Linked DNA regions of Gossypium hirsutum: region 1 is linked to region 2. The links are chromatin contacts, called in public Hi-C maps. All regions are on one chromosome and are shown on one strand. Each heading gives the region's core, a stretch centred on a gene start, on an enhancer-like site or on the middle of the called end of the contact. The rest is flanking DNA. Distances are from core to core; before and after follow the strand shown.

Evidence for each region. Hi-C and Micro-C count contacts between places; a contact is called where the count stands out from the background.
Region 1: a Hi-C map of leaf shows a contact between it and region 2, with 1.9 times the contacts expected there. The contact joins the enhancer-like site here to the promoter of LOC107918069 in region 2. A contact is called at or near these places in 3 of 34 Hi-C or Micro-C datasets (all in leaf).

What each region holds. Positions count from the first base shown.
Region 1 is chrA01:27,454,841-27,458,873 of Gossypium_hirsutum_v2.1, forward strand. No RefSeq gene overlaps it. Among protein-coding and RNA genes, the nearest start is that of LOC121208095, 29 kb to the right of the region's middle. Within about 2 kb of position 1,696, at least 6 of the 9 cell types and tissues checked have an H3K27ac peak or open chromatin away from gene starts, as enhancers often do. A contact at or near this core is called in leaf, where this site is marked.
Region 2 is chrA01:27,401,450-27,405,514 of Gossypium_hirsutum_v2.1, forward strand. It overlaps LOC107918069 (MFP1 attachment factor 1), which reads left to right and starts at 1,641. Exons shown (of 1, transcript XM_016847574.2): 1 at 1,641-2,479. The coding sequence starts at 1,834. The coding sequence ends at 2,307.

The sequences.
Region 1 (4,033 bases), core at 446-2,945, 53 kb after region 2:
AAAGAAAAAACAAGTAGAGGATATAATATTTTAGAAGATTTGACCCATTTCTTGCTAGTTTGCTATGATCCTTTTGTGAAGTGAGAAAATTGTTAGTTCAACAACATAAAGTTTCAACTTTCAAGCGGTCCAGTTTTAGGTTTGGGAGGGTCAAAGTATTCTTAAAAACAATGTGGAGAAGATTTCTTTACAAGAAAAATGTTAACATCACTGCAATACTAACACTTTTCTGTTGTTCAGATAAATATGATTAAGAATAAAAAAAATGATTTACACATAAATGAGGGTTAGTGCATTAAAAATTAATAGCTGAGTGCTTTGTATGATGTAGCTTAAAAAATAAAGAGGAAAATTATAAATGTTGAATTTCAATTTAGGGTTATTAGATAATTTTAATTGCATAAATGGCTCAAATCTATCTTCTTGTTGAAAGCTAGTTACACACATGCTGTCACCACTTGACAAACTTAGGGATAAAATATTCAGCTTGTCTGCAAATTATAATTATAAATCTATTCGAAACTCAACAGACACAAAATAACAGTGGTTTTGCTGAAGATCACAGAATCATCAAAAGAATTGATAATATGGTTTCTGTTCTTTCATTTCATCATGAAAACGTACAAAGATTATCCCAATTCTAATCAAAATTATTTCACTAACATCTCTTTCAAATGAATGAAAAAAATAAATAAATCCCCCTATTATCCTGGATGAAGAAGATTAAAGAGAGGGAAAAAAAATGGCAAGCTTAATCTAAACAATGGAGTATTTAATGTTAATGTCCAGGACCCCTTTTGCTTGGTCCGGAGGCTAATCTAAAACCCAAGCTTCTAAACGAATTACGACTATTGCTGGAATGGTTTGCTGCTGATAATGCACCAAATGATAATACCCCCATCCTTCCCCCTTGTTCTTCGCATCCTCCAACAACCATCGTTGTTGATCGAAGGGTTCGGCCATGGACAGCGATGACCAACTCTGTTGAAACCAACAATGCCAATACACCCATCATAAAAACAAGACGCTGCATTGATGCCGAGCTGTTCTTAGTCATCCTCAACATATGAAATATATGTATAAAACTTATTTGAGCTCTCACAATAAAGGCTTTTGCCAATTGTTTTAAATTGGGTTGTCGTTGGAATATTGCTATGGGTTTGCTAGCTATCGCTATATAATTATATATATAAGCGTCGAACTGGGTTGATGAGACGGTGATGAGGTTTGCGAAAGTGGGATCTTTAACAGGATTGATTGACTCAGCCTCATCCTATACAAGCATTGCTAAATACTATATTTTAGGCTTACTTTTTCATGGGTAGCTAAGGCAAATATTTACTTTAAGAGTAGCTTTTGTATTCTTTGAGTTGGGACTTCAAACATAAACTGATAAATATATGTATACAGATTTAATAATAATAATAAAATGATATTCACATATTTATATACCACCTCACTAATAAAATTTAAAAATATACGACGATATAAGTAAATCATAAATTTAATTTTATTACTTTTGATTATTTGATTTATTAGTAATATGTTATGGTGAGGTTCAACCCACACGTTTTTGGGAAGATGAGACGCGTGTGGTTACATCTGGTACGCGGTCTTTAGACTTCCTTGTAGGTTGACACATTATTAAATCCATATATGTATGGAAAGGGCGGAGAGTTTTGAATGCGTTCCTTTTCTTACTTTTGTGAAGGGAAAAAGTAGGGAGGTTCGTTGAACTGTCATTTTCCTTTAGTACAAGGACGGTACATACAAACATGAAAAGAAGTTTACAATACTAGTTTTTGACAAGTCTCCATTTCCATTTTAATGTATTTGTTTATTTAGCTACTCTCGAAATTAAAGCATACCCCAGTATATGTACTTCACCCAATTATCTCTTCTTTTAAATCAATATTCTTGATATAAGATGTGAGCAATTTACACAACTATTAATGGTGGTTCGGAGAATGTAAAGTTTATATAGATGAAAAACTTGATGTGGGTCTCCTACATTTTCATTGGGTCACTGCTACCGTCCAATTCACCAAATATACATTTTTATATTTAAATTAAAAATAAATTAAATTTGCAATATAGAGATAGAGATTGGACTAACTAATTTGAATTTCTAATAACTAACATTACACAAATCTAAAAAGAGATTACAACTAATCTAAATTAAATCTAAATAAAATAAATAAATGAAAACTCTAGCTTCAAACTAATTCCGTACAATAAATTTCCTCTTCTAATTGATAAGTTAATTATAGAGATCGAGGAACAACCTCAAACCTCCTAATTCTTTTTTATTAGTAGATTAAGTACGGAAATAACCCAACAACTAGCCCTTATCAAGCAAATAACCTTAAAAATATCTTCCACAATTTAATTCCTTGGCAACCTTATAAACTAAAAGAACCTGGTTCAAATCAACGGTTTTAACTGCACGAATCATTTAAACTTGATCGTTAATTCCCTTAATGGGCCCGATCACTCACTCAATTGGTCACATCAAATTGTTTTTCGATGGACTAAATATGACAATTATGAATCATACCAATTCACCAACGGTATGTCATTTAAAACTAAATCGAGAGATATCCTTTCTTGATTTAATGCTAAAACAATGTTGTGAGACGACTGAATTTATCTTTTAAATCAAAAAATTAATAAATACCAATATAAAAAATATTAAATGCAAATTTAAAATCTCACAATTTAAACACAGAATAAATTATCCGCCTGAAACTATCTCAAATCAACTACCAATAAATTGAAGGAGAATAAAATATAATAACAAAAGGATAAACTTTATGTAAAATAAAAACTAAAAATAAACAAAATAGTTTGATGGAGAATGTAGTATTCGCCTCCGTTATTAATCTAAACTACAACTTTATATAATAATAAAATAAAAACCTAAAAAAATGCATAGGAATGGCTGTGCGCCACTCTATTTTCTTTCTATTCACGCATATATACATATATAATAATAACTTAAAATTAATAAAACCCTAATATAAATAGACATGCTTAAAAATAAAAAAAATGTTTTAATAGAAATAATAACAAAATATTCTTCAAATTTTCGTCTTGTACATAACTTGAGTTTTCGTGTCAAATTTTTTATGCAATCCACGTATTCGCTCATTTCCAATACTTTAAATAATAATTATACCTACATAAATAATGATTAATTACATGTCAAATTAAGTAAAACTCATTTCCAAAATTAATTAAAATAAAAATAAACTTATGCCGATGAAGTGCATTATCAAATTTCCCCCACTTAGTTAATGTTTGCCCACAGGCATTATATGCATTCATCAATCCGACAATCCTTAATTCAATCAAACAAATAGATATTAGTAAAATTTAGATCCTACAATCATATTCGTCAAGCTAACATGTCAATTCGTAATTTGATTAAGTACACAATTTTTCGAATAATCTCATAATTAGACTCCATAATTATCAATTCATCCTAAATTATCAAGACACCAAAATTAACAAAAAGTTGCAACCATAAACAACCAGTTCTCTCATCTATTGTGCTCATTTTTTTCTTTCTCTTTTCTTTTTTTTCCTAATTAAAAAGTTTATCTAGAGTATCTCTAAATCCTTTTACGTGAAGAAGGATGAAATGTAATGATCCAGTTTCTAGTGGTGTTGAAAAATGCAGTTTTAGGACCTCTTTTTCGCAAACCGAGTTCGTGAATATTAAATAAAAATATTTATAGAGTTATTATATAGATTAATTGAAATTTGGATAGTCAATTCAACCGAAATTATGATTAATTAGGGCCTAGAGACTAAATTGTAAAATCCAATCACTATAGATTTTTAATTGGTAAATGGCTTGGAGACTTAAATTGAAATTAACCAAAGGTTCAAAACAACAATTAGACCATATTTAAGTGTATATTAGTGGACAGTAAGATGAAATGGGCATTAACTTAAACAAATTAAGATTTATTTGATTAAATTAAGGTTAATTAACTTAATTTAAAAATTAATCCCACTATATAAGTGG
Region 2 (4,065 bases), core at 391-2,890:
AATTTGAACCATTTTCAAACCAATCAATGTGTATACCTTAAGGTAAAACCCACCAAGTTCATAACACATGTTGCTTTTGTGGATCCTTCACAAAACTCACTCGAAGTTGAAACACCTATAATTTCAATAATTACCCAACAATCAAAAACTATCAAATTAACAAGAAGAAGAATAAAAAAAAAAGATAAAGTAAGGACTTTATAGCCAGTATAAATATCAGCTGCTCGAACCCAAAATCGAAATGAATGATGCCAAGGCTTAAATTGAGTCTGGATTTTTTCGTTGAATATTTTGCCCCTAATTGAGAAATTTCTATGATCTCGATTCCTATGAGGAAAAGATTAAAAAAAATTGGTGAGGGGCAATGGTGTTTAAGGCTTTGTAAATGGAGAAGGTAGTGAATGGATGTTGTAGTTAAAACTGCAGGAAAGGACGATGATGAAAAAATGAGGGCAAAATGAAAAAAAAAAGATAATCTTTCAACATTCCTACCGTGCTCTGAATAACAACTCAGAGGATGGGGCAAAGAATGCTATTCAGCCTCTATTCAGTGATTAGTGGAAATAGAAAACTAAATAACAACACCTATAATAGACATTCCATTAAACCAAACAAGGGTTTGTGGTGGGCTCATAGAATTGAGTTGTAATTACATTGAATCAAACATGGTGTTTATGAATGTAGTTTTTATACAATTAGTCAAATAGATAATTTCAGCATGGTGATTTAGATTTGCTTATGAGTCTTCTAGCTAGTGTTGACGTTGCAATTAGAAAAAAAGTGATGTTAAAATTTGAATTTTGGAAAACAACATATGTTATATTTAAAGGTATATATGTTTTTTTTTATTTTAATAAATTTAAAAAATTATATGTCTGGGATTTAAATCAAGACATCTTAATATTTATCTTCTGAATTTTATCATTTTAACCAAAAATGATATTTATTTTTTATACATAATGTGTTTGCCATAATTTAGTATTATATTAAAACCAAAATCATAAAAAAATATTTTATTAATAACATTACGAAAGTAGCATATGAGGCATTACTTTAGTTATGATACATGACATTAAATAAAAAGTTGCTTTGTAGGTTTATCTTGAATTGTCACATTAAATATTTTATGATAATTTAACCGTGATATTTGTAATTATGATAAAATTTTATTAAAATAATATTTAAAATAAATAATAATTAAATTATTATCAATTAAAAAATATTTAAATTACTTTATATATAATTCTACCGAAACAAAAATATTACTGAATCACTTATAACATTGTAAATAATAAATAAATATATTTAAAAAGCAGTTACAAAATACATATTATTTATTATAGAACTCAAAATAACATTATTTTTATTAAATTTATAATATAAATAAATAATTGATATCCATCTTTTAGATATCAAAACAAAAAAAAATTATATTATTGAAAGTATGGATAAGCAACATAATAATCTTTTAAATATTATACAAATATAATTTTTTAGAATGTTTTATATATTTTATTTATCTTTTAATAATACTTACCTATATAATTATATAATTTAAAATAAATAAATAAATAAATAAATATATATATGTAACATAGGTCACATTAAATAAAGACTTCAAATTAATTTAAAGGCCAGAGCATCTAGATTTTAGAGCATTTTAAATGTAGATACAAATGAGGAAAGTTGCTCGGCCCATATTCAATCCGCTTTCTTATATACTAATTACTAATTATTGTTTTAATTTTTTATTGGCTTAAAAGAACTTCCCCTCGCAAACTCGAAATCCCCATTACTCTCCGGTCACTGCCCAAAAGTTCCAAACCAAAAGAAATGGCCGAAACTGAGTCCACCACCACTGCTCAAGACTCAGCCACCGCAGAAACGGAGCCCCACCAGACTCAGGCTCAATCCCAAATAGATGAAACCGCCGCCAAGCTCAATAATCTTACTCTCCGAATTTGGCCCCCCACTCAACGAACCCGCGATGCCGTTATCAACCGTCTTGTCGAGACGCTCTCTTCCCAATCTGTACTTTCCAAACGCTACGGCACCATCCCCGAGGACGAGGCCGCCTCCCTGGCCAAATCTATCGAGGAGGAGGCTTTCTCAGCCGCCGGTGCGGCCTTCTCCCCCGACGATGATGGCATCGAGATCCTTCAGATGTATTCCAAGGAGATCAGCAAGCGTATGCTCGATACTGTCAAATCTCGCGCTGCTACTGCCGCTGCCGCCGATGCTCCGTCAGCCACGGAAGCAGCGAATGGTGAGGAGGTTTCATCGTCGTCCGTGAAGGCGGAGGCTTGAGTTTAAGGATCCTCATTTCTCTCTTTCTCTCTCTTTAGGGCTTTTCTTTAGATTGATGATCGGTCTTGCTAGGGTTTTTAAAGATCTGTCTGCTTGGCTCAGGATTTTTCGAGATGCTTAATTGCCTATATACGACGATAATAAAATCTGTAACTGTAATACCATTTCTTTATCTCTTCTTTTTTGAGGGTTTTCTGTTTTCTTGTGGAAATGTGCTTGATCTTTATGAGTTTCTTGGTGTTTGTTGCTTTATTCATTGATACAGTGCAAAATGCAGCTTAAAGGGTGCTAGAGATTTTCTTCATTAATGATTTTTCCCAACTAACTCATAAGTATTCTGTACCTTTATTCACTTAGTGTTCCTCCATGATCTGTTCAACAAACCAGAGCAATCAAGTTGAAACTTGAAAGTCTTGTACGAGTTGATGTGTAGATAAGGTTCTATGCAATAGAGGTTTCTGTATTTTATATAGATCTGATATATGGTCTTAAATCTTAATATTTCTTCAATTTGCTTTTATTGTAATCCCTTTTTAGAAAAAGAAGAAGTAATTGTTGATTCAAAATCTTAATGTATTAGGAAAGATTCTTAGGTATACTAGAGTCATCAAGATGTGAAAGTTAAAAGAGATATCTGCTGTGAGCTAGAATCTAACTTCCAAGGGATAGTATAAATGCTAAAGAACAACTATGAGTAGATCTTCATTGAAACTGCATGTTCTTATGAACTGGTATGTATAGGCTCTCGGTCATCTGAGCAAACAGTTGATATGAATTGAATATAGACACATGCTTTAGCGAAGCCTTCGTGTTTTTAGTTCTCAAGCTATTTTCACGTTTAGTAATTATGTAACATATGTTTACACTTCACAGTATGTAACATATGTTTACACTTCACAGTATGTTTCTTTGGGTGATTTGAATGTCATTTTCTTTTTCTCAATGGTGAATTTCTTTTCTTGCTGCATTTCAATGTTGAGTTGCTTCATACTTTTTTTCTTATGGTTGCTACCAATCATCAATCTGCATTTTTTGCATTTATTGAACATTTAGAAAAGCATATCAATGTAAATGTGTAGGATCTTGTTGCCATCACAATGCAGTCAAATTTCTGTCGGCTTTCTTGATCCAACACCTACAGCTACCATCTTGATTGAAGTAATATAAAACCCCTATTTCTCTTTTGATGTCTATAGTTTTGGTGGATGGCCATTCCAATTGTTCATTTTTGTAGGTAAATGAGATAATCTGTCTTTAAGTTGTTGATATCATGCTCCTCCTAGCTGGAGATTTCTTCACATTTGATACAGTACATCTTACTATATAAGCAAGGTTTTTGGAAATTAAGATTTCTGTAAGCTACTCTTCTCGAAATGCCTATGTTACACTTGTATCCTTTCAGTTCTTTTCTTGCATTTGCGTATATAGTTCTGTAGGAAAGGAGGAAATCTATATGATTCTTTTAAACCATGACTGCTTTGGACAGGTCATGGCTTTCCATATTACTGTGTGTAATCCTTGGCATGCGGTACTCATTTTTTGTATATCTATGAATAGTTATGTATCTACTAGCTATATACGTTTCTTGTGATAGGCGCACGTCACGAGCCTGCATGGTTTGTTTCCAAATTTCCTAGGAAAGTAAGAACACTCAGAAAAAGCAATTGCATTTATTTCTAGGAGTAAATGCTTTCTGAATTTGATTATTGAATGATAAATGATACAAAGGAGGGCAAGGAGGGTTGATTTTTTATTCAA